5 separate regions of the Mus musculus genome follow, and all the other regions are linked to region 4. The links are chromatin contacts, called in public HiChIP or PLAC-seq and promoter capture Hi-C maps. All regions are on one chromosome and are shown on one strand. Each heading gives the region's core, a stretch centred on a gene start, on an enhancer-like site or on the middle of the called end of the contact. The rest is flanking DNA. Distances are from core to core; before and after follow the strand shown.

Region 1 (4,621 bases), core at 1,223-3,722, 560 kb after region 4:
GACAGGTGGGAGGGCATAACAGGTTGGGCCAGGACACCTGTTGCTGCCCCCAGCCTCTCATCAATAAAGAGGTAGTAGGGCCAAGAAGACTCTGAAAGAGCTATATAGCCACGTGAGTGAGAGTCCCATTGGGGGTTTCCTTGGCCACTTGGTATAGTGGCTTAGCCATAATAGTAACACTGGGGATTCAATGTCTGAAGAACCAGGTCACAAAAATGAAAGAATCTGATCACAACCATTGGGGGCTGTAGGTCCCTCAGAGGCCACACACAGTTGCAGATAAGGGTCTTAGAGCCCTGGCTAAGTTGAATCCCCAAGTATATTATGGCAGAAGAGCACAGTTGACTTTAGACACGAGATGCTGCGGTGTCTTAGGGTTTCTGCTGCTGTGACCAAAACACAAGTTGGGGGGAAGGGTGTTTATTTGGCTTACACACCCAGATCACAGTCCATCATTGGAGGAAGTCAGGACAGGAACTCAAGCAGGGCTGAGGGCAGGAGCTAATGAAGAAGCCATGGAGGGGTGCTGCTTACTGGCTTGCTTCTCATGGATTGCTAAGCCTGCCTTCTTATAGAACCCAGGACTACCAGCCCAGGGATGACACCACACAGAATGGTCTGGGCCCTCCCCAACCTATCACTAATTGAGAAAATGCCTTACAGCTCTATCCTATGGAGGCATTTTCTCAACTGAAGCCACTTCCTTTCTGATGACTCTAGCTTGTGTCAAGCTGACACACAAAAGCAACACAATTGCTCCTTGTCAACTTGACTCACAAGCACAGCACTATCAATCGTCCACTAGATGGGTCTGGTCTGCTTGCTGGCTGGCACACATTCACACTGTGTGAGAGTGAGAGTGGAGGCCTGGATGATATAAAGGTCGTGCCTCATGTTAATGACTGGCGAAGGGACCGGAACGCCTTAACACTGGCAGACCGGTTGACAGAGAAGGATCCTAGCAGTTTTTCAATCTGGGGAGGTCTTGAGGAGGAAAAGGAACATGAACTCAACAACACCCTCAACTCCAACTGCTTCCTGGAGAGGGCAGAAGGGAGCACAGGTTTGGTGGGACCCTGTATAAGAGGCTACAGGGGAGATTCCAGGGGTAGTAGGCCAGTGTGGATGGGGCCAGGGTGTGGGTGTCAGCAACGAAGTAGAGGCAGGAAGCAGAGTAGGCAGGGAGGGTGGAAGTGGATAAAGGGGAGAGGGTTAACCTATAAGTGGAACCTGTAAAGAAGAAGGAGGAGCAGGGAGGAGGGGAAGAAGGTGGGTAAGGGGAAGAGGCTAATTGTGCATGGCCTTTAGCTCAGAGGGGAAGACAGAAGGCATTGGTATAGGCAAGAAGACTTCAGTAAGCAGAGTATGTGATTTTTGGGGGGGGGGGGTGGGGGAGGTGGGGTGGGATTGGGAAAGGATTAGGTGGAATAGGAGAAAGGCCTGGGTGCAGAGAAGAAGGCTGTCCACTAGACAAAGCACTTAGTGTGTAGGAGGGGGAGAGAAGAAGAGAAGGGGTGGAGACCCAGTGATTCAGATGACGGTTGCTCGAGGTCTGAGTCCCTGTATGTCTGAAAATGCTGCAACCTTGGCCTAAGCCATCGAGCACTACAGACGGAGGGACAAGAATTCAGTTCCCCCAAAACGTGAACAAAGGGAGTCCAGACCATTCTTAAACCAGCAGAAAATTTCAAGATCACGAAGGATGTTATAGTCAAGAGTGCCCTCTAGTGGCCATCCAGACGGGTCAGCGTGTACTGAGGGCAGACCAAAGAACAAAGGAAAGTCAGGCATTTTGGATTCCAGCCCACTTTGGATAAATTTTGAAGTAGGCACCCCAAGGGCGACTGAGATAGTGTTTAGACCCTGTCTTGCCCTTTTCCAAGCCAGGGTTGGTTGCCAGAAACTCTTAGGTGAGGGTGATGACATGTTAGCCTGAAGTTTTCTCCAAGCATATGGGGTTGAGGGAAGGACAGCAGACAGGGTTTCCCAGATTGTGTGGTGTGAGCAGGGGTCCAAGCAAACTGTGAACTGAAATCGGCTTAAAGGTTTCTATAAATTCTTATAAACATATTAAAATGGCCTTTTGGAAGTTTGAACTAAAAAAAAAAATTGAAATGCGGTTACAATAGAGAAGGAACACAAGGTAATTCAGAGCACGGTTTGCACGGTGGAAAGTGTGTACTGAGCACCAAAGCGCCTTAGCAGCCGCCTGCAGTGTCCTCTCTGGACGGGGTTACCGGTTGTTAAGGGGCCGCTTGGCTTTCTGTATTTTGTGCAATCAGTGTACTGATTGTGCGCTCGATTCTCCAAACTCTTAAAAGGGCGTGAGGAGCTAGTTCCCTCAGAAAGCACAGACAGGGAAACAAAAGGCGCCCTTTTTCTTTTTGGTAAGTCTTCCCCTCCCCCACGGCCGCGGGCGCAACTTCCCGCCTCCTCCCTGCAGGTTCTCATTTCGGTCCGCCCGCTACAGTATAAAAAGACGGCGCTCAGGCTCCCGGTCAGCATCTCTGTTCTGAGCTGTCCTGAGTGCAGTCATGTCTGGCAGAGGTAAGGGCGGGAAAGGGCTCGGTAAAGGTGGCGCTAAGCGCCACCGCAAAGTGCTGCGCGACAACATCCAGGGCATCACGAAGCCCGCCATCCGCCGCCTGGCCCGGCGCGGGGGAGTGAAGCGCATCTCCGGCCTCATCTACGAGGAGACCCGCGGTGTGCTGAAGGTGTTCCTGGAGAACGTGATCCGCGACGCCGTCACCTACACGGAGCACGCCAAGCGCAAGACCGTCACCGCCATGGACGTGGTCTACGCGCTCAAGCGCCAGGGCCGCACCCTCTACGGGTTCGGCGGCTAAGCTGCTCGCTTACACTATATTTCCCTAAAGGTCCTTTTCAGGACCACCACATCTTTTACAGAAGAGCTGACGCTTGTTAACTGAGAACTGGAGTGAAAACGGCTCGTAACAGGTTGTCCAATCAGAACGAACATGTATGTGCTTAATTTGCATGCGGAACAATGCTAGGAAAGCTGAATAGTCCTGTCAAGTGGTGAGTTCACTAGGTGTTCACATGGTTTCACTCTTTTTATTTGTTCTAGGCAGTTTTATTATACTTGCCCATTTTTCTGCTTCCACCTCTTAAGGATGCTTCCCTACTTAAGTCATTTCATACCTTGCGACAGACCACTTAAGTTCAGGATTTGTACATTCAGTTGTGTAGAATGAGGTTGATCTGGCTTTATAAACTATGCTGTCTCGGATGCAATAAAATTCTGAATAAAACTGCCAATATGGGGGAGGTGTGAATTTCTGAATTGAGTTTTTATAAGCCATAAAACTTTAATTAATAAATCATAAAACGGCCAAGAGTCAACAGTTAATGAAGGTACACTGTTACTACGTTTACACTTCCACATAAATGTCAATAGAAACAATTTAAGTTGTCCAATGCTTGCGTTTAGTCTGTTCCACATGGGAGAGAGCATGTGGTTTTGCTTAATACACATTCTAATTCCATGTATTTTCCTGCATGTTTTATGACTTCATTTTTCTTTAGAGATGAGTAATATTTATGTATGTTTGCTTGATTAACAAATTTTTCATTATCCATTTCTCTGTAGATGGGCAACTAGGTTGATTCCAATTCTTTGTTATTGTGAATAAAGCAGTAATTAACATTGAGGTAAAAAAATATCTCTATGATTCTCTATATTCTTTGAATATATGCTCAGGTTTAAAATAACTTTGTCATATTGGAGTTCTATTTTTAATTTTTTGAGAATATCCGAACTGATTTCCACAGTGGCTGTATTGATTTGTACCCCACCCCGCACCCCAATACCAGTAAATCAGAGTTCCCTCCACATCCTTGCCAACATTTGTTGATGGCTTTCATCCTAACTGAAGTGGTATCTCAAACCACTTCACACATTAAATAGTTTTAATTTGCATATCCCTGATGTCTTGGATTATTGTTGAGCACTTAACAATAGTCACTGACCACTTACCTTTGTTTTGAAAACTATTGATTCAAGTTATGTGCTGATCAGCAGCTTCATTTTTCTAGCATTCACTTCCTGAGTTCTTTGTAAATCCTGGACATAATCTCCAGTCTTATACAGAGCTAGCCTAGATTTGATCCCATTTTGTAGGTTGTCCATTTGCTGTTCTGATTGTTTGCTTTGCAGTAGAGAAACTTTTCATGTTATACCATCTGTTGAAACTTGACCTTAGATCCTGTGCTGTTTTTATTCTATTTAAAAATTTTTCCCTACCACAGTATCTTCAGGGGCATTCCCTTTGTGTTCTTCTAAAAGTTTAAATGTTTCAGGGCTTTGACCCATTTTGAACTGAGTTTTTCACAAGATGAAAGATACAAATTCATTTCCAGTCTTCCACAGTCAGAAATCCAGTTCTACCAGCAATGTTGGCCAGGCTTTCCCCAAAGCATGTTTTTCCCACTTTAGGACAAAAATTAGGTGGGTATAGCTTTGCCTTTTTATTTCTAGGTCCTCTATTCTATTCCACTGGATTTTCTGCTTTTTGTTGTTGTTGTTGTTGTTGTTGTTGTTGTTTTTAATTCCAGCACCAGGCTGTCTCTATCACTATAGCTCTATGTACAACTTGAGGTA
Region 2 (4,917 bases), core at 2,214-4,713, 800 kb after region 4:
AACCTCCAAACACTGTTTCATATTTACAGCATTTGGAGCCAATAAGAATAAAAACCTGTTAAAATTAAAATAATAATAATAATAAAAAGTCTGCACTAAAAATGTCTTTCAATAAGCTCCTGACATATCTCACATATTTGGGTCAAAGAGACACTGAAATGGATCACTGAGTGTAAGATATTCAAGAGTTATTAACGCTGTGCTGCCAAGCTCTAGGATTTCCTAGCAGGAGACAGGGAAGGAGAAGGGGAACAAGAATGTGTTGCCACCAACATCCCCTCTATTAGCTAGAGCCTGATAGAAAATGTCTCACAGATATTTAATGGCTAGACCTCACTATGCAGACCAGAGATCCACCTGTGGACAGGGTGTCTGCTGGTATCTGTGAGAGGACTCATACAGACCTTGTAGCTGAGCAGCATTCTGATTTAATGTCACATTCTTAGCTGACAAAAGACCAGCTTTGACACCGTAGGGCAGGTATCAAGGAGTGGCATTGGCAGAGGGGTCAGTTCTGAGAGCAGCTGGGGGGTAAGGTTGGCTGGGGGGGGGTGGAGATGGTCCAGATACTAACAGGGGTGGAAGTGGGGGCGGGGTCTTCTGTCTATGCAGCCAGTGATTAGAGAAGAGAAAGGGGAGAAATCACACAGACACACACAGAGACACACACACAGTATGGGTGAAGCAAAAGACAAGCTCCAGTCATTTATTTTTTTTCTCTTAACCCCCTTTTATACCCTTAAGACAAAGTTTTCCTTTTAGAAAGAACATTACCTCATAGCCACAAGTTACACATTTTCTAAAGACAGTCACCAGAAAACCATGTTCTTCAAAAACAGACTAAAATCATTACATGAGGAAATTAGGATAGGTTATTGATTATGCATTTCTTATATGAAACATATCTATCAGCATCTATCTTACGTCTTATTTTTGAAGTTCTGATTAGCTAGGCTGGCTAGTCATCTGTTTTCTGTTCTTATACTCAGAATTATTTGCTCTTTATCATAACCTTATTATTTCCTGGTGCACATCCAAAAACCTGCTACCTCATCCCTAGATCCCAAGATCAAGGAACTCTGGCCAACCTAGTGCATGTGCTCACTCTGATCTTTAGCTTGTCCCAAGCCTATTCTTGCCGCCTCTACAATTAGGAGCTTGTAATGCATGAACGCTCACTGTATTCCTTTCTCTAACTCAGCAGCTATCAGGAAGGGGCACACTTTATTCTTGATTCTAACTGAAAACTTTCTATCAACTGCTGACTTTCTATCAATTACCCTAACTTACCCAAAATTTTAAAATCAAGCTAACTTCCCAAAACTACTTAAATCAATTCAGAAATTCCATAAAATCATTAATCCATCTAGACAGCTTTATCTCAAGAATTTGATCTTTATTTTGATCTGCAAGAAATTTACACAACAGAGTGGGCTGTCATCCAGGAAATAATCATATCAAGTTATAGGCAGCGGGGGTCTCCTGGGGTCCACTCACATTAAGCCAGATAAATGCGCAGTGACAAACCTGAGAAAGCACAGCAGTAGCAAGAAGCAAGCCTCTGGGGTTGTGCCACATCGCAGTGGGTGATGGGCAGTCTTAGGGAGCTCACCTGCCCACTTTACCACTTCCTGCATGGTTTCTGCCACCTGGCCTTTTCGTTTATAAGAAGGAACCCTGACTCTGCCCCGTGGGATTGCTTCTCCTCTGAGCCTCTGCTATGCTCTTCTGTGTTCCTTAGTTAAACTTCTTAGCCCCAACAGTCTGCTTCAGTGTCCCCTTGAATCCTATACCCAATCTCTAACTTTGCTTCACACTGGCCTGGCCTGAAATTCTTTTCTGTGGTGAAGACAAAGATTCAGCCTTACCTGGATGGAGGTCTCTGAAAGGGAACTGTTGGCTTGGCCATGGGGTTTTGTTTGTTTGTTTGTTTGTTTTTGTTTTTGCCCCTGCCTTTGCTGGAAATAGACTCAGCATTAAGATAGTACACAGACTTCTAAACTGGCTCTCATGACTTCAACTCTTTCCTGGCCATTGTTGTTCAGTTTGGTTCTTTTAAGACAGGTCGATAAAAAATCCCAATAGTCAATTTTTACTACTTAAAAAATAACAACAATTGGGCAATGGTGCACACCTTTTATCCCAGCACTCAGAAGGCAGAGGTAGGTAGGTCTCTGTGAGTTCAAGGCCAGCCTGGTCAACATAGAGTGAGTTCTAGGACATCCAGGGCTACATAGAGAAACTCTGTCTCAAAAACAAAACAAAACAAAACAACCAAAAACCAAAACCAAAACCAAACCAAACCAACCAAACAAAAACAAAACAAAAGATAACAACAATAGCACACAAATCATTATACTGTTACCTTTCTGTCCTCTCCTTTATTCTTCCTTCTGCCCCAGTCTTAAGCAACCAGCAATCATTCCTGTGGATTTGCAAACTCTGTTTTGTTACATGTGTGGTGAACTCCCACAATTGAATGATTTTCTCAGCATACATTGTAAACGTATGTCCCATTCAGTCATCCTCACTCAAATTTTAGTTCACCTCCTTCCCCAGTTTCTCTATGCAACCACCTCCTGGGGACACTTAATAGCTGGATACAGCCCTATTTATTCCTACCCTCCTTACATGCTAGGGGCATCTCAGTGTGAACTTCTAGAACTGTTTCACATTTGTAGATAGATGCTCTATTGTTGAGACATAGAAGTTTCTACTTTCTATATTTCCTGAATGTCTTACAGTAGCTCTGTGTATGTGTGGGGTACTTTCGTGTGCTCATGGAGAGTCTCTCCACCTTACTTAAAATTTTAAAAATTACATTTCGTGTATACAGTGTGTATGTATACACAGTATGTATGTATATACAGTGTGTATGTATACACACACACACACACACACACACACACACACACACACACGCTATTGCTATATTGTGTATTTGGAGCTCAGCGGACAGCTTATGGGAGTTAGCTCACTCCTTCCACCAAGTGCATGCTCAGACTTGGCCATCTTGCTTGTCAATACTGTTTTGAGAAAGTGCTTGGTTAGCTACTTGTTTTGTTTTGGGTGAAATGTAAGATTCTAGCTCATGGCCAGGCAGAGTTCTTTGATACTTTGGTCCACTGGCCAGCATAGGGGTGTAGAGTGAAACTTTCTGTATCCCCCTAAGAAGTCAGTTTTACCTTCAACTTCTATCAACTTGTTTAACACACTAATTCTGCAAGTGAATAGAGGTTTGGTCGGGAAGAGGAGCTCCAAGTGTCTTCTAAATAGACCCTTTCCCGCCAGGGTGCAAGGTTACAAATCCTGACTTTATCCCCTGAAGGTATGATGCTGGGTTTGGCCATGAGGAGGCTCTGATAGAACTCACAGACATTACCTCAGCTGGCTGCTGCCTTTCCCATTGACAAGTCACAATGCCCTATAGCCTGCCTAAACAGTTCCATCTTCCTCTGGTCCTGTGCCCTCTCGAGCACACCCACTCGTTCCCTCGTACGTTCACTCGTACGATGAAGGGATTCAAATCACCCAGAGTCGCTTCCAGCTCAGAGTTTGGGGAACTGGGACGCGCACCAATGCGCATCCAGGTCCAAGGCCGGGTCCTGCCTGGATGCTAGACACCGAGCCCCCATGAGCTCTGCCAGTGTGGTGCTCAGACCGCAGATCCCAGAGCGGGCTGACGTGGTTGCCGTGGCCCGCGTGTCGCCAGCTCCCCAGTTCCCTCGCGCTTTTCTGGCGCTCGTGGCCCAACCGTCACTCGAGCAGCGGATGCTTGGATTCGGCCGCCTCCGCCGAGGTTGAAACGGGGCTAGAAGTCACCGCCCGTCCGCGCCTCTCAGCATGGGCAGCTACCTGGGCAAAGCGGGGTCCTCGCCGCGGTCCCCAGCACAGGGGCGCGCAGACTCAGGGGAGAAGCCTGCGAGCCGCCGACCCGCTAGGCCCCTCTACCAGGTCCACCGGGTGCAGCATGTCCACCGCGCCCAGCCCGCTCGGAGACACAGGCCGGCCCGGAGGCCGCCCAACTGGGATCCCGCCAACCCTACCGCTTTCGTCAGTGAGGCCTGGAGGCGCTTCCCCATGAAGAGGCCACAGAACCCCATCATGGGCTCTCTTCCTTCAGACTGGTGGGAAAGTTACCTGAAGCGTAATATTTGGTCCCTTCGTCACCCTCGGGCCACATGGAGTCCGGTGACAGTCAAGATCTCGCCTCCTGAGCGGAGACCACGGCCCTTGTTCCCGGTCTCAAGAGTGGTGAACTCCGCGGGACCTTCAGAGGAGCCACCAGGGCCCTGTGGAAAGGACCCGGTGCTGAGGGCCCTCCTCCAGTGCAGGAAGGGCAGAGCCAGGTGGGAAGAGCCACTGTTCCCGGACACCTCCGACAGCCAAAGGCATTCGGCCTCCGTATGGTCCGCCTTTAAGCCCCTGTTGAAAAGTGGGGCCACTGTTTCGTTTGTGGCCAGGCCTGGGTCTCTGAAAAGGAGACCCCATGTCCAGAGCTCAGATGATAAATGTAAGAGATCCGGTTGCTTCTCTGGGGCCCTTGTGGCCAGCATACATACCCAAGGCCCCCCCAGCACAAAAAGAAATGCTATTACCAGTTCTTACAGTTCTTCTAGAGAGCTCTCAGGATCTTGGAAGAGACATTTTCTCAGGACATTAGTCCAGACTCCAGAATGGCCATTGAAAAAAGCAGGAGAGAGTCCTAATTCTCACCTCTCAGTCACACCCAGCAGCTCTGGACAGCTAAATGGAGAGATTCCTCTACTGCAGTCTGGCCCTAGGGACCTGCTAACTATACCTTGCCAGCAAGGTCCTGTTGTCACTGAAGAGGACCCAACATTAGAGGGGCAAGCTGTGCCGAGCAACCAAACCACAGAAGCTACAACCGGGACAGCCGGAGACTCCATTCCAGAG
Region 3 (4,698 bases), core at 1,154-3,653, 610 kb after region 4:
TGCTTGGTTCTTGAGATTCTAGCTGTTTGGAAAGAATTACCAAACACCTTATACTATCTTCTAGAGCAAATGAGTTTTCTCCCATTCTTCTCTTGCAATGTCAGTGATATTTACCTTTAAAATGTGTCAACATTTTTGTTACTCTTGGAAGTAATGCCACCTTTAATTTTAATAGTTTTTGTAAGTATATTGTGAAGTGTCCAAGCTGTCTGTTAATGACTCCATTCTCCGGGGCTTGTAGGTTGTGAGTGGTCTTGGCATCCTGCAGAAAAGCCTCAAGAATCTGCTTTCCTTGCAACAATTACTTTAAAACCAAAAAGCATTCTACTTATGGGAAAAGCACAGGCTCTGTGCACATTATTTGAAATTTTATAACACAAAACACTTGAGTCCTATTCTCTTTTTAATGAAAAGAGATAAAAACAGGAAGAAAAAAGAAGAAAAGAAAAGAAAGAAAAGAAAAGAAACTTCATCTAACTTTAAGCTTGGTACCTGGGACCTGCAAATTGACTTGACAAATGGCATCTTAGCAGGGAGAATGATTTATAAAATATATACAGAGAAAGCTTTGCAGCAAGCAAGCTCAAGAAAACGTAAAAATGAAGTTTACTGGCTCTTTTAAGGATCTGGAGAATAAATACATGGGAAGGTAAATACACAAACTAGTAACAGGAGAGGCTAACCAGCAAAAATCCTCAATGATGGGCATTATTTTTGGTAGGTCAGAGCACAATAATGGAAATTTTTCTTCATGGCATTGTAAAGGGAGACTTCTGTCAAGTGTTTCACCATCCCTGTGTTCAGTGTCATCTTCAATTAATCCTTATACCCAAGTGATATACTTGGGGTTAAACATTAAGTCCCCTATATAAAGTAGTTTGAAACTTGGCCGGTTTGGTTGCCTTGAGCATGTTTAATCCTGCTAATATTCTTCTTGGTGAGACTGAGTTAAATACTGAAAGAGATTGGGCCTGTGAAAGAAATCCCTGGCATTCTACTCTCCTGGATTCTCCTTTGCTTCCAAACATAGGTACTAAAGCCAGAATTCTTCAGTAAAGGGAAAAGTAGAAACTAGGGCTCCACTCTAAAAAAGCAGTAATGTGGGGACATTCATTCTTTATCCTTTCAAGAGCCTCATTCGGTACTGATGAGGAAAGACAGTTGCTGCACACGGGTCAAGAACCTGGACAGACCAGGCTTGCTGGAGTTTGCCTTTGTGCTAGACCAAATAGGTCAAATCCTGGATACCTTCCAAACGGCTTACATTCACTTTGCCATTAAGAGGTGGACTCTTTTCATGTTGCCAGTTTGCACATGTTTATCTTATAAGACTGCTCCTGTAAACTAGTTATGTATTCCAATATGGTTGAAAATCAATACAGGATGCTGTCATATGGTGACCTTAAGTACAAATTGCTGTTACTAGCTAACATTGAACTTTAGCTTTTGTAAATCAAAGACTGGCAGATAATAGCCTTTAAATATAATGGTTTTAAATTTGTAACCTATTTGCAACTCTGTAGCCACTTAGGGGAAAAGGTGGTGTTTTTATCTCTTTTCATTAAAAAAAGAATTGGACATGTTACCAAAATCACCTTGATAACTGAGGATCGGAGAAACAGATTCCTTCTATAGAAAGTAACAAAAAGTAGCAACCAATAAAGCTTAAGCTCCTTAAAAAGACAAATGTGTTAGCTCTGAAAAGAGCCTTTGTTTTTTAAATGATCAGGAAACAATTGTCTTATTTTCCCTTGGCCTTGTGGTGGCTCTCGGTCTTCTTCGGCAGCAGTACGGCCTGGATGTTGGGCAGGACGCCGCCCTGCGCGATGGTCACGCGGCCCAGCAGCTTGTTGAGCTCCTCGTCGTTGCGGATGGCCAGCTGCAGGTGGCGCGGGATGATGCGCGTCTTCTTGTTGTCGCGGGCCGCGTTGCCCGCCAGCTCCAGGATCTCGGCCGTCAGGTACTCCAGCACGGCCGCCAGGTACACCGGGGCGCCGGCGCCCACGCGCTCCGAGTAGTTGCCCTTGCGGAGCAGCCGGTGCACGCGGCCCACGGGGAACTGCAGGCCGGCCCGGGAGGAGCGGGTCTTGGCCTTGGCGCGAGCCTTGCCGCCCTGTTTGCCGCGTCCAGACATTCTAAACAAAAAGAAAGAACTGACAACTGCAAAGGCCAAAAGTGGAGGAGCTTGGCCTTTATAGGATTCTCCAAGCGCGAAAAAGAGCCTACGCGATTGGCTGGCTTCTTCTTTTCGTCTAGACCAATGGGAGGCGTTTATGCCGAAGCGTAGTTCCATTGGGCGCTACGCCATGAAAATTTGAAAATTTTAACCAATCAGAAATGTGTATCTCTAAGCCTCATTTGAATAACGCCTTATTAAAAAGCGAAGGGCTCACGGCGCAAGTTGTAGCGTGGTAGAGTTCCTGACCTAACATGCCTGAGCCTGTTAAGTCCGTTCCCGCCCCGAAGAAGGGCTCCAAGAAGGCCGTCACCAAGGCCCAAAAGAAGGATGGCAAGAAGCGCAAGCGCAGCCGCAAGGAGAGCTACTCGGTGTACGTGTACAAGGTGCTGAAGCAAGTGCACCCCGACACCGGCATCTCCTCCAAGGCCATGGGCATCATGAACTCGTTCGTGAACGACATCTTCGAGCGCATCGCGAGCGAGGCGTCCCGCCTGGCGCATTACAACAAGCGCTCGACCATCACGTCCCGGGAGATCCAGACGGCCGTGCGCCTGCTGCTGCCCGGGGAGCTGGCCAAGCACGCGGTGTCGGAGGGCACCAAGGCTGTCACCAAGTACACCAGCTCCAAGTGAGTTCGTCTGACTCACTCCAAACACAAAGGCTCTTTTCAGAGCCACCCACATTCTCAAAACAGAGATGGATTGCTTGTTAAGTGATTCTACCTTACTCGGACATATTAGTTACTATTTTTTAGGGTTAAGTAAGGGTTTTTGTCTTGAGGTTTTGTTTTGCATTTTTATTTTAATCCTAATATTGTTTTTCTGCCCCCAGCTCTCCTAGAATTCTCTGAAGTCAGGTTAACCTCTGAGATCGAGGGCTGATCTCTCTGTCCTGAGTACTTAGGTTAAGTTCCTGCACCCACACTGTCATTAACAATTGTTTCTAATTAGTATCCCAGAATCTATGAGGATTTCTTAGTTTAAATTTAGCCTGTCTTGTTAAGTGCTACCACCTAATGTCTCAAATCTGCTTTTGAACTCCTGCTGAGACGTCACAATAGATTCTGTTCAATAAGATACCTCATTGGAGCCCCGAGGTCTACATGATTCTCGCTGAAAACTTGAGATGTAGTCAGGCGCAGCTTAATTTGATTGGGTCCTGTTTTCTTGGTCGTTTGGTTTGAAGTTTTGTTTTCAGAATGAATTTCACTGGTTAGCAGTATATTCTCAAACTAATTCTAGCCAGGCTAACCTCCAGATTGGACATTCGGCCTCAGTTTCATAAATCGCTGGAATTACAGGCCTATACAACCAGACTTGTTCTTGCAAGGCCCCAGCTAAGCACCAAGGAAACAAAACTTTCCTCCGTTTTCCTAAGTGTATTCAACTTTTGTAAATTTCTTCTGTTCCACCTTCATTGTCTGCTGGTGTGGTGATGATTGGAATTAGATTGTGGGAGGAAAAAAACCTCAAAAGGATATTGATTGTTTGGGATTGTCCTGGAATTTTTCAGAGGATAAAATACTAAGTAAAGATTAAATCAAACCACTTTAAAGACGAAAAAGCCCTTTTTCTGTAAGTCCTCTAGGACAGTAAATGCAAATGGTGATGACTTAGGTGCGAATATGAACAGCTCAAAGTAGTTAAATATCAATGAGATTTTAGTGTGCCACTGCTAAAAGAAACATTAGCTGTGTATGACTTGTAAGGTCTTAATAAAGCCTAACCATTTTCCTTAATCATCTCCATTAATCTCTATAGAATCCTGTGGAACAAATTCTATTATCTTCCTTCCTTTTAAAGTTGAGGAAATTAAAATGATTGTACGGAAGCTGCAACATAAATAGAGGCTTGTCTGAGTGGAGACCGAAGTGTGAACTACCCTCCACAATATGATCCTGAAAAAGAAGTATTTAATACATTATAAAAATAAAGGTTTCAATCTATCCCATTATGTAATACAGTCTCTTCCATCCCTCCCCTTCCCCCGCCCCCGCCATATGAGTTTGGGGTTTGGGTTTTCCACGGAAGATTGGTACCTTTGGATCTTTGATTTTGTGTGTGCTCTGTAACAAGGCTTCACTAGAAAACCTCCTTCCTCAGCCTCACACTGCGCTTACAGGCTTGTTTTAGAGTTAGATGAAATTCAGACTGAATTCTTGTGAGGGAAAGTGAAGTTTTCTTGTCTCCTTTCACTGTGCCATGATTAACAATGTGGTGGTAAATAGATTAGCCAGAGAAGTTGTGAGACCAAAACAGGAAATACATTGTTATTAACTCTCTATACCTCAGAAGAGTAAGTTTGTTTCCCACACCTAATGTATCCTGCAAAGCAGGTCTTTCAATGTACTCATCTTGTGGCTCCATGATGTATGATGCTCACCCCTTTGCCTTGCTAAACTCCTGAACCTGTGATATATGATTGCCTTTAGCCTTACTAAAATGTTTCTTACCAGATACCTTGATGACTACCCTTCCACGTGATGTATTTTTATAACTTATCTACCTCACAGGCAGCCT
Region 4 (4,507 bases), core at 1,270-3,769:
CACGCCTGGTGATTTGACCAATTATTGATTGAGATCTTTAAAGTTTTGTTTTCTTGTATTGAGCTCTGGGTTGTATGGATGTTAACTTTTTTTAAGTCTTTCATATATTAAGGATACTCATCCCCTATCAGATGACTAAACAATTCAGAATTCTTATTTTGTTCCCATAAGTGTATAAAGGTTAGCAACTATACTAGGTATTGTTACCATATGTGGTTTTCCCTGGTGTCATTCTCCACCAGCCCACCAGGATAAAGTGGGCAGAGCCGATGAACAGGGTTTCAAAAGGCTTGTGAATACAAACGGAAATGACAGTCCAGCATCAGATCAACTTTATTCAGGGGAACCAAGGGCTCTCTATCGTTGCAGAAGGAAGTAGGGATCTCCAGGGTGGACAAAGGTCACTGGCTGAAGGCTAGGTAGAGATGCCTCATTAGCCTAGGGAGGCATTCCAGGAATCTCAGGTGCTTGCTGGACAGGTTTTTACGTGGAGGAAGGAGAACCTGTAATCTCACCACTGCTACGTGCAGTTCTTCAGGTAGATGGTAAGGGGGAGGAGGGCATTTCTAAGCTCTCCAGACAAGGTCAGAGAAGAAGAAGCCCTGCTGACAAAGGGAGTCCACCATTTTGTACCAAGCTCAGTGGTTTTTGGTAATGTCAGATATCAACCTTAGCAGCAGGGTTTCTCTGACAACTATAGTTGATTAAAAAAAAATTCATAGCAGCAATTTCATTCATCTAACTACTGAATCATTTCCAAGTCATTTGCAAACAGATAAGGTATTGCAATAATTTAGGCCAAGGTGGAGGAACAAACACAAAAACTGCGTGGATGGGTCTGAGACGAGCACTTGCCTAGCTTAACGTCCTGGGTTCGAGCTCTAACACTGAAAACACTGGAAATGAGTAGGCAACTCAGCCATAAAGCTCATGACAAGCCTACTAAATTAGTGGAGAAAGAGAAAACAGTTATCGCTTGAGAAAGGAGGGAGCCTGTAGCAATCCTGGAAGGGGGAGCGCTTCCTTTCCCCTACTTCCTCCACCTTGCCCTACTTACCTGGCTTGTCCAGGCCATCTGCCTTGAGGTTAGGAAAGCAGAGACCGCATGAGCCCTGGATGACAAAGCTAAAATCCAGAGCCGCACTGATGACCTAAGAACACATATCTGCCACCTGCATTTTTCATAGTTCTACACCGGCTTGCAAAACTGAATTCTTCCTTCTGGAGTAAGACTGGCACTTTCAATTCCTTTCAACTTCAGTTTTGTAGCAGAGTAGACTACAGTGTAGCCTAGGACAAATATTCTACCATTTACTGGAAGTGTGCTGAGTTGTTTTGAGCCTGGAGTTTCAAAGAGCAGGTGGGGAGAATGGAGGTTTGGATGAGCGAGACTTGTTAAGTACCTCGGATTTCTTGTCCCATAGGGAAGAATCAAGCAGAATCCAGTGAAGTGATGGCCTGGATACAGAAATTCCCTGTTGCTCAAACACAAGGGCAGGCACGGAGTCAATCCCAAAGGAGAGTAGGAAAGGCCATGGCATAAGTGACAGCGCACAGAACTGAAAACCTATTCTGTGATAAGAAACCAGGCTACAAGACCTCCTCCGGTCATCACAGGACTCTCGATTGGGCAGAAACAAGCAAGTTTTAGGTTCTACTCAATGTCATTCGATGTACTGGGTGCTTCATTTAAACTAGCGGATAAAGATCTTTATGCTCAAGCTGTGGTTTGTTTGTTTGTTTGTTTGTTTGTTTAAAAAGGTGTAACTCCTTGATGGGGAAAATTCCTGAAAGCAATAGGGTATGGGAGCTCAAGGAGGGCACTGAACTAGATTGCTGGGAGTAAGAACTTATTAGAAGAGTTATTAACGTCATGGGCAGAAGGACAACACTACAGTGGACAATCAGAATTTTTGGCCCCAGCGCCGCAGGGCCCAGGCTGGAGGTGAGGGGTGGGGGTGGGGGTGGGGGTGGGGGAGTGTTCTGAGAATGAGGCCCACGTGGCAGAATCCGGGTTGTTTCTTCGAGGGTCTCATAGGAACCCACAGCCACGTAGGTTCCTCAGCAGGTGGCAGGGAAGACGAGAGAGAAGTGTGTCGCCAGGCAGCCCTTTGACACGTCGGGTCTGGCTACTCACTTGAGGAAGTGAGACACTGGGCACCTGAGGAGCCTGAGAAGAAGTTAGGGACTCACAAGCGGGCTCTCGGTGGGGTGGCTCCCTAGTAACGGTAGAGCTAGGGAGATGGGGGAGGACTTCATGGTCTGGTCAGCACTCTGGTCGGGATTCGATCGGTCCCCATTTCACACGAGAAGAAAATGAGGCTCGGAACGATAAACCGATTTACTTTAGGGTGGAGATAGAACTGGGCTTCTCCGTTTCTGCCCCTGAGAAAAGTTGCTGATGATTAAACCCTTTTCTAGCGATTGTTAACGCCTGGAGCTGGGTGTGTCACACTGGGAGGGGCCTAGCTGGTCTCCCCGCCCAGCTTTCCGGCATTTATGCAAAGCCATCTTACTTTTAAAGGAGCCGAGGCCTAGCCACTAAGAGGAAACTCAGCAGAAGACTACGGGCCCACAGACGCTTGGAGTGACCCGACGCCACTGCCAGGGGACACTCTGCTCCCACTGCACGCGACAGCCACGACCGACTCCCGGGCTGGGTGCCGGGGACCCAGGACTGTGCAGAGGAAACCCGCTTTCCCGCCCCGAGAGAGCAGAGCGGCGCGGGAAGCCAGGCCCCGCCCCCGGCCCACCTCTTCCGCTCGGCCCTGAGGAGTCTGCGCGGCCGCGGGACCCCTTCCGACGCGGCCACGTTGCCCGGTGAGCCAGCCCGCGGCGCCCGGTTCCCGACTCCCCTCGGCTCGGCTCTCAGCCGGGCTCCGGGGCCCAGGCCTCCTCCCCGTGCTGTCGGTGAGGAGCAGCTGTGCGGGGACGGGTCTGGCCGCCCGAGAGCTCCGCGCGCGTCTGCGATCCCCGCGCCGGAGGCCCCGCCCCGCTCCGGAGCCGAGAAGCGGAGCGAGCGCGCTGAGCTCCGACAGAGCTCGGCTCCGGGCTCATGCCCTGCGGCCCAGCCGGCCCGCGCCATGGCCTCCGGGAGCGTGGCCGAGTGCCTGCAGCAGGAGACCACCTGCCCCGTGTGCCTTCAGTACTTCGTGGAGCCTATGATGCTCGACTGCGGCCACAACATCTGTTGCGCGTGCCTGGCCCGCTGCTGGGGTGCCGCGGAGACTAACGTGTCGTGTCCGCAGTGCCGGGAGACCTTCCCGCAGCGCCACATGCGACCCAACCGGCACCTGGCCAACGTGACCCAGCTGGTGAAGCAGCTGCGCACCGAGCGGCCGTCGGGGCCCGGCGGCGAGATGGGCGTGTGCGAGAAGCACCGGGAGCCTCTGAAGCTGTACTGCGAGCAGGACCAGATGCCCATCTGCGTGGTGTGCGACCGCTCGCGCGAGCACCGCGGCCACAGCGTGCTGCCCCTGGAGGAGGCGGTGGAGGGCTTCAAGGTAGGGCCGGGCCGGCGGACAAAGGGGCGAGCCGGGGGCTTCCTGGTTTGATACCGAGAAAATGGCGAGCCGGACGTGGGGCCCACCGCCGTCATTTCCTCCCTGTCGGCTGCGGAGCCTCCGCACTCAGACTGGGAAGGAGAACCTGTAGCTGGCGAGGCCAGGAGCACCCCCACCCCCACCCCGAGCGCCCCTGCTAACCGCCTCTACGCGTGCCGCGACTGGGACGGCGCGAGGAGACCCTCCCTTGACAAAGGAGATGCACATGGAGCCAAGTACACTTCCATAGGCCTTGAACGCCTCGAACTCGCTCTGACCCAGGATACCAAGCCAGACAGTCACTGTTGGCTGGCTGAATTCACATCGAGCAGTGCCCATCACTTAATCTGTGTCCCCAGCACTTCCCTGTAAACCTGTTTTAGAACTGAATGGAAATGAACAGAGCTTTTTACTGCTTAAGTAAATCATTTAGCCACTCTCAGACTCGGGAGATGGCTTATTGTGAAGGGGAAGTGAACTCACAGGACCTTTGTGGAGTGTTGAATAAACACTGGCACAGCTACACAGTAGTACGAAAACGTTACATATAAAGTAGCTCTGAAGTGATAATGATCTTGAGGGCTGCAGGGATCTATACCAACAGAGTTATATATTTGTTTAAGTGTGAGTTCATCCAAATGTCAGTCACGTTTACAAAGCTGTCACCTGTATCATTTCACTCGCTGGAGATAAGTTGTAATTTAGTAATGTTTACTGATTCTTTGAGGAAAATAAATCTTTTTTTTTTTTCTGTATTCATCTGAGAAATAGCTTACCTTTTGAGCCTCCTTACCCAGATGTCTTGTAACCGCTTCTAGGAACTGGTAGGTGGCTAGAGTTTAAATAACAAATTGCTAACACACTTGCTGGCCCCTGTGCTTTGGGCTCTTCCCAGGAGTGGCATTATGGTCTGAGAAGAGAGTCCAGCGGGGCCTTGGCATCTGTAGTTTGGGTTCATGTGTGAA
Region 5 (4,501 bases), core at 1,084-3,583, 820 kb after region 4:
AATAAGAAACTCAGTCTTTCTTTGTATTTCACCTTCTGGATCCTTACAACAGGACGAAGCAAAGATCAAGCAGAGGTGGCATGGGGCAACAAAAAGTTGAGCGATTTAACAATCTGACTCTTCCTCCTGATACAGCTTATTGGAGTTGGTGAATGAATTAGGTCATGAATGCTAACCAACAACCCCTCAAAAAACGGTCTTTCCAATCACACCTTTGCCTCATGCTCCAATTCCTGAACAGGAGAAAGAAAGAGTGCTGAAATCTTGTTAAGACTGAAGTAGCTGCATAGGAGAACATTCTGTATAATTCTACATGCTAAAAATATTTAAAGCATGACCATCCTCAGCTTTTGTAAAACTGTTCAAATGTGTACTGAGGAAATAGTAAGGCCATTCTTGTTCTTAAGTGCATAAAACCTGTCATTAAATTTGCTAAATGTAACTTAAAAAAATTGTATGGGTGTTTGTTTTGTCTCCATGTGGATCTGTGCACCACACAGAGAAATGAGAGACTACTCACTGGTCTGTTAGCTCAATCGCTGCTAACAGTGCCAAGGTGAGGATGAGCCCCTCTGTGCAATGCACAAGTAACATTGAATTCCAGATTTGTTGTTCTTATCTTCCTCGGCTCCCTCAACCCAACTGTGTTTTAGAGTCTCCAAAGTTTTTTTGTTTTTTGTTTTTTTGTTTTTGTTTTTGTTTTTTTTTCCCCCCAGGCAATGTCCTCTCTCCTGTAACAAGTGCTGGGAACACCTAGCTATGTGGGGCAGAGAACCCCAAAGTAGAGCATTCCCTGCTTGATGAAAAACTGGGGGGAGGAGATTAGAAAAGCTAATTGATCTTAGATCTTCTTTCCAAGTCAGTCCTGGAATCGAGCTCCTTTCTCACGTTGTACAGACCTACAAAGTAAAAGAAATGCATTTCTATCTGCACCTTTGTCCTGTGAATTTCCTGGAGGAGTTGAAGGCTGGCTGAGATTACACATCGTGGGCTAACTAGCTCTATGGACTCCAGCACATACTGGATTAGTAAACATGAGACGTGTTCTGTGTCTGACTGACAAGGCTGATGTCATGCTGTGTTCCTCCTGGTCCTTTTTTTTTTTGTTATCTCTGCCAGTCTTACATATGTAAGTGCAAATAGAGCATTTACAATCATCTGGGCTTCATCTAACCCAGAAGTGAGCCTTCATAAAAAAACCCCTGTAGTGCTCACTTAATGCATTTATTTTAATTGTATATCTGAGATTAAAACATAAAGGCAAAAGAAAAATAATAACAAAATTTCTCTGTTCTGATAAAATAAGATACATGTTGCTCTTGCTCACCCTCCTTCCCCACTGTCCTTTGACCTCCTCCTTTCATTGGTCTCCCTTCTCCTCTACAGTCGTCCTCTTTCAGTTGATGTGGTTTCATTAAATTATTGGTTTTGCAAGTCTGGGAGACTTGCCTCTAGGAACAGGTTGGGAAAAGAGGGAGGCTGTGCTTGAGATTTTTTATTTTTTTTTAAAGCTTTTTTAAACCAGTAAGAGTGAGGTCCAGACATGTCACCCTGGACATCTCATCTCGAGACTGGCAGGAGTAAGAATTACTCCCTCCCTGATCTGGCCTGCATGCCCAGAGGCACATAGCCTTACAACTCCCACCTCCACCACTGTTTAAGTAGACACTAGCCTGGTGGCCAACTTACAGGTTTAATTTCCCCTCTTCCTATAAGGACATGTCTAGCAAGCACCTGGAATTCCTCTTCATGTAAATGAGGCATTCCCAGCACCTCAGTCCCAGCAAATGATGTACACTCATCCTAAAATCCCCCAACCCACTTCCCAGGTGTGCAACAGTGCCTGAATACCTGGAAGGCAGGAGCAGAACCGGTCAGACACATGAGACCTATCCAAAAGGCCTGAGAATGTTAGAGCGAAGAAGATTGACCGAATCCATGCAGGTCTCACACTGCAAGGAACTTTGCAGACGGCACATGCAGCATAGTAGGAGGGAAACCCCAAGTATGTGGATTCTGCATGGAGTGCATGATTCTCTTTTTGGGGGGGAAGGGCAGCATGACTCTCTTAACAGATGATAAGCACACACCATGTGCAAGGCCATCACACACGCTACAGTTAGACCTGGTGAGGAAATGTGGTTAGAGGCTAATAAAAGACCCAGGGTGGTTTCTGTAAGCAGAACTAAGGTTAGCCCTAAGTGTTAAAACTTGTTCTCTGGGTTTGAACTTCCTCACAGAGAGAGAGGTTACACCTTTTCTGTCTAGCCTTCCCTCATTCTCAACCTGCCCCTTAGAGTCTGTCACTCCCCTGGACTCCCTATGTCCTAGTATTAGTGGCAGCTGCTCATAGGGGTGAGCTGTGCTACAGCCTAAGAGACTAGCTTTGGGACCAACCCCCAAACTGGAACGTAGAAAACCAGGGGGACTAGCCAGAACTCAAGACTTTTCAGGCAAGAAGCTAGAGTACTGGAGAGTGGTGACATTTGCTTGTGGGGAGAAGAAGGGAGTAAAGAAGGTACTAAAGGAAGATCAAAAGAAGGAGGAGGTTTGTGTAGCCTCCCATTTCCTCCAAACGGAAACACACAGAATGCAGGGACAGACTATTGGTTCCCTTTCCTAGAGCTGTGACCACATAAGTGACAGGAAACACTGAGGGAAGGGCGGGGCTTGCTTTGGCTCGCATTATGGAATACAGCCCATCACAGTGGCAGAGGTATTCGAGCTGGGCTGTGAGGCAGCTGCTCACATCATGCCCACAGTCACAGCAGAGAGAAATGAATGCCGGTGCTCACCATTTCTTTTATTCAGCTGGGAGTTCAGTAATGGGTGTTACCACCATTTCAGGCGGGTCTTTCCTCTTCAGTATAACTTTACTGAAAACGTGCTCAAAGGTAGTCAGTCAGTCCAGGGTTATGTTTCCATGTGATTCTAAATTCAGGTAGGCTGACAATGAAGTTCAACTACCACAGACTAAAACTCAGGAGAGACAGAGTCAGGATGTGAAGAGTTCTATGCAGTAGGTGCCAGTCAAGAATGAAGAGACAGAATTTAAGCCAGGTTCTTATCTGGGAGAAGGCGGCTCCAGCATGGAAAGCCACATTCCCCTGACATTTACCATACAGAATATCACTACCTACAAAGGACAGTAATCATTTGCCTACATTTATACTAATCCGTGACAAAGAACTTCTAGTTGGCAATGAAGATAAATTGAGAACAAGCAGGCAGAACAGGCACTGAGTCCCACGTCTAGGAACTTCCTCCTTCCAAACAGCTGTTTTCTCTTCTACAGTGAAGAAAAATGCCAGGATGCAGTTCCTGTGATGGGACTGTCAAAGGGCTGGGTTTTGATCCCACATCAACTCTGGCTCTTCTTTATATCTTTGAGCCAATCCTGTAATTGCTGGGAGATTTTCTGTGAAGAAGAGATGGAGAACATTCTGGAGTCAGAACTCAGCACCAGTAAAAGATGAGTTATACAAATAAGTATGTGAGTGAGAATATAAAACATTCAGGATCTTTTCTCTTACCTGACGTCCCAGGCGGAGGCTGGGAGAGTCTGAAGGCCTCATAGGTGCCATATCGAAGCAGTGGGAAGCACTAGGAATTAGAAGGGCTGGCTCAGACAGTCCTAAGTCCTGTGTTACGCTCAATACATGCCAAGGATCTGTGTCTCCTGGAAAGAAAGGAGAGGATGGCACTGCACTGAGACTACAATGTTGTAGAGCCAGGCCCTGGTGGTACACTCACCATTAACAAACAGTACTTGGGTGGCTCCAGGGCTCTGACCACCATAATAGGAGTTTGTCTGGGCCACAGCCTGGGCAACAGATGCAGGTGAGAGGCCAAACACTTGTTCACACAGCTCTAGCTGGAAGGGCAGTGCTGGGAGCTGGGAAAAAGGACACTGAAGACCCTCACAGGTGACATCTGTGGAATGAGAATATTTTGAAGTGTAAAGAATACATATAGACAGCCTCCTGCTCTTCTCCAATAGTAATTTTTAGAACACCCACAGTAGTGACCTCGTGAGTTCACAGTTCTGCCCAACAGACCCACATCCCAGATCATTACATTCCCAAGTGACAGGGCTGTGACAGAAAAGGACAGGAGGTAGGGCTCTTAGAGAGAACACATGGGCCCAGGGAGGGCATTCTGCAAGAAGAAGGCCTTGAGTTAGGATGGGTAAGTCAAACAAAAAGAAGAAATAACCAACCCGGAAGAGAGAAAAGTGAACATGCAAAGGATTAGAGGGGAGGGAGAATCTGGAATGACTGCTTCTCAAATTGGATCATGTCCACGCTGCTTAAAAACCCATATCTCACAGTGTTCTGGGTAAATCATACTTCCTTGACCTCACATGAGTTCCTTCCTTCACATTTGCTGAGCACCTACAATGCACTCAGACATCTCTTGGGCAATACTGGGCAGAAAGTGGCAACCAATATAGTTCCATGTTCTGCTGTTATAGCACTCAGAAGGGGACATGGAATGCTAG

The links. Promoter capture Hi-C pulls out the DNA fragments that hold promoters and counts their contacts. HiChIP or PLAC-seq counts read pairs in DNA pulled down with a chosen protein or histone mark.
Region 1: a promoter capture Hi-C map of the HPC-7 cell line shows a contact between it and region 4. The contact joins the promoter of H4c11 here to the promoter of Trim27 in region 4. A contact is called at or near these places in 13 of 39 promoter capture datasets (3T3-L1-derived adipocytes, the C10 cell line, the HPC-7 cell line and 11 more), 2 of 15 datasets of contacts at CTCF or cohesin (large pre-B cells and pro-B cells), 14 of 484 Hi-C or Micro-C datasets (B cells, CD4 T cells, the G1E-ER4 cell line and 7 more), 31 of 115 datasets of contacts at active chromatin or transcription factors (the 230-238 cell line, DN3 thymocytes, the SCID.adh cell line and 19 more) and 5 of 9 other capture datasets (adipose tissue, embryonic stem cells, liver and 2 more).
Region 2: a promoter capture Hi-C map of erythroid cells shows a contact between it and region 4, with 8 times the contacts expected there. The contact joins the promoter of Pom121l2 here to the promoter of Trim27 in region 4. A contact is called at or near these places in 3 of 39 promoter capture datasets (erythroid cells, liver and pre-B cells), 1 of 15 datasets of contacts at CTCF or cohesin (large pre-B cells), 13 of 484 Hi-C or Micro-C datasets (B cells, CD4 T cells, CD8 T cells and 7 more), 17 of 115 datasets of contacts at active chromatin or transcription factors (the 230-238 cell line, astrocytes, bone marrow-derived macrophages and 11 more) and 2 of 9 other capture datasets (adipose tissue and liver).
Region 3: a contact with region 4 is called in a promoter capture Hi-C map of pre-B cells, with 7 times the contacts expected there. The contact joins the promoter of H2bc22 here to the promoter of Trim27 in region 4. A contact is called at or near these places in 18 of 39 promoter capture datasets (the 3T3-L1 cell line, 3T3-L1-derived adipocytes, the C10 cell line and 13 more), 2 of 484 Hi-C or Micro-C datasets (B cells and bone marrow-derived macrophages), 16 of 115 datasets of contacts at active chromatin or transcription factors (the 230-238 cell line, the SCID.adh cell line, bone marrow-derived macrophages and 13 more) and 4 of 9 other capture datasets (adipose tissue, embryonic stem cells, liver and 1 more).
Region 5: a contact with region 4 is called in an H3K4me3 HiChIP or PLAC-seq map of bone marrow-derived macrophages, with 2.4 times the contacts expected there. The contact joins the enhancer-like site here to the promoter of Trim27 in region 4. A contact is called at or near these places in 6 of 39 promoter capture datasets (the C10 cell line, cranial neural crest, embryonic stem cells and 2 more), 1 of 15 datasets of contacts at CTCF or cohesin (large pre-B cells), 1 of 484 Hi-C or Micro-C datasets (embryonic stem cells), 14 of 115 datasets of contacts at active chromatin or transcription factors (bone marrow-derived macrophages, embryonic stem cells, large pre-B cells and 6 more) and 3 of 9 other capture datasets (adipose tissue, liver and macrophages).

The regions. Positions count from the first base shown.
Region 1 is chr13:21,732,562-21,737,182 of GRCm38.p6, forward strand. H4c11 (H4 clustered histone 11) reads left to right here and starts at 2,473. Exons shown (of 1, transcript NM_178210.2): 1 at 2,473-2,895. The coding sequence starts at 2,535. The coding sequence ends at 2,846.
Region 2 is chr13:21,977,718-21,982,634 of GRCm38.p6, forward strand. Pom121l2 (POM121 membrane glycoprotein-like 2 (rat)) reads left to right here and starts at 3,464. Exons shown (of 1, transcript NM_001162928.1): 1 at 3,464-4,917. The coding sequence starts at 3,844.
Region 3 is chr13:21,785,085-21,789,782 of GRCm38.p6, forward strand. H2bc22 (H2B clustered histone 22) reads left to right here and starts at 2,404. Exons shown (of 2, transcript NM_178202.2): 1 at 2,404-2,807; 2 at 3,940-4,129. The coding sequence starts at 2,431. The coding sequence ends at 3,979. H2ac22 (H2A clustered histone 22) reads right to left here and starts at 2,164. Exons shown (of 1, transcript NM_178184.3): 1 at 1,690-2,164. The coding sequence starts at 2,134. The coding sequence ends at 1,742.
Region 4 is chr13:21,177,412-21,181,918 of GRCm38.p6, forward strand. Trim27 (tripartite motif-containing 27) reads left to right here and starts at 2,520. Exons shown (of 8, transcript NM_009054.3): 1 at 2,520-3,503. The coding sequence starts at 3,084.
Region 5 is chr13:21,999,393-22,003,893 of GRCm38.p6, forward strand. Prss16 (protease, serine 16 (thymus)) reads right to left here. Exons shown (of 12, transcript NM_019429.2): 10 at 3,754-3,933; 11 at 3,534-3,679; 12 at 2,784-3,418. The coding sequence ends at 3,362. Among named protein-coding and RNA genes, the nearest start is that of n-TQctg1, 5.0 kb to the left of the region's middle. Within about 2 kb of position 2,334, at least 64 of the 459 cell types and tissues checked have an H3K27ac peak or open chromatin away from gene starts, as enhancers often do. A contact at or near this core is called in bone marrow-derived macrophages and pre-B cells, where this site is marked.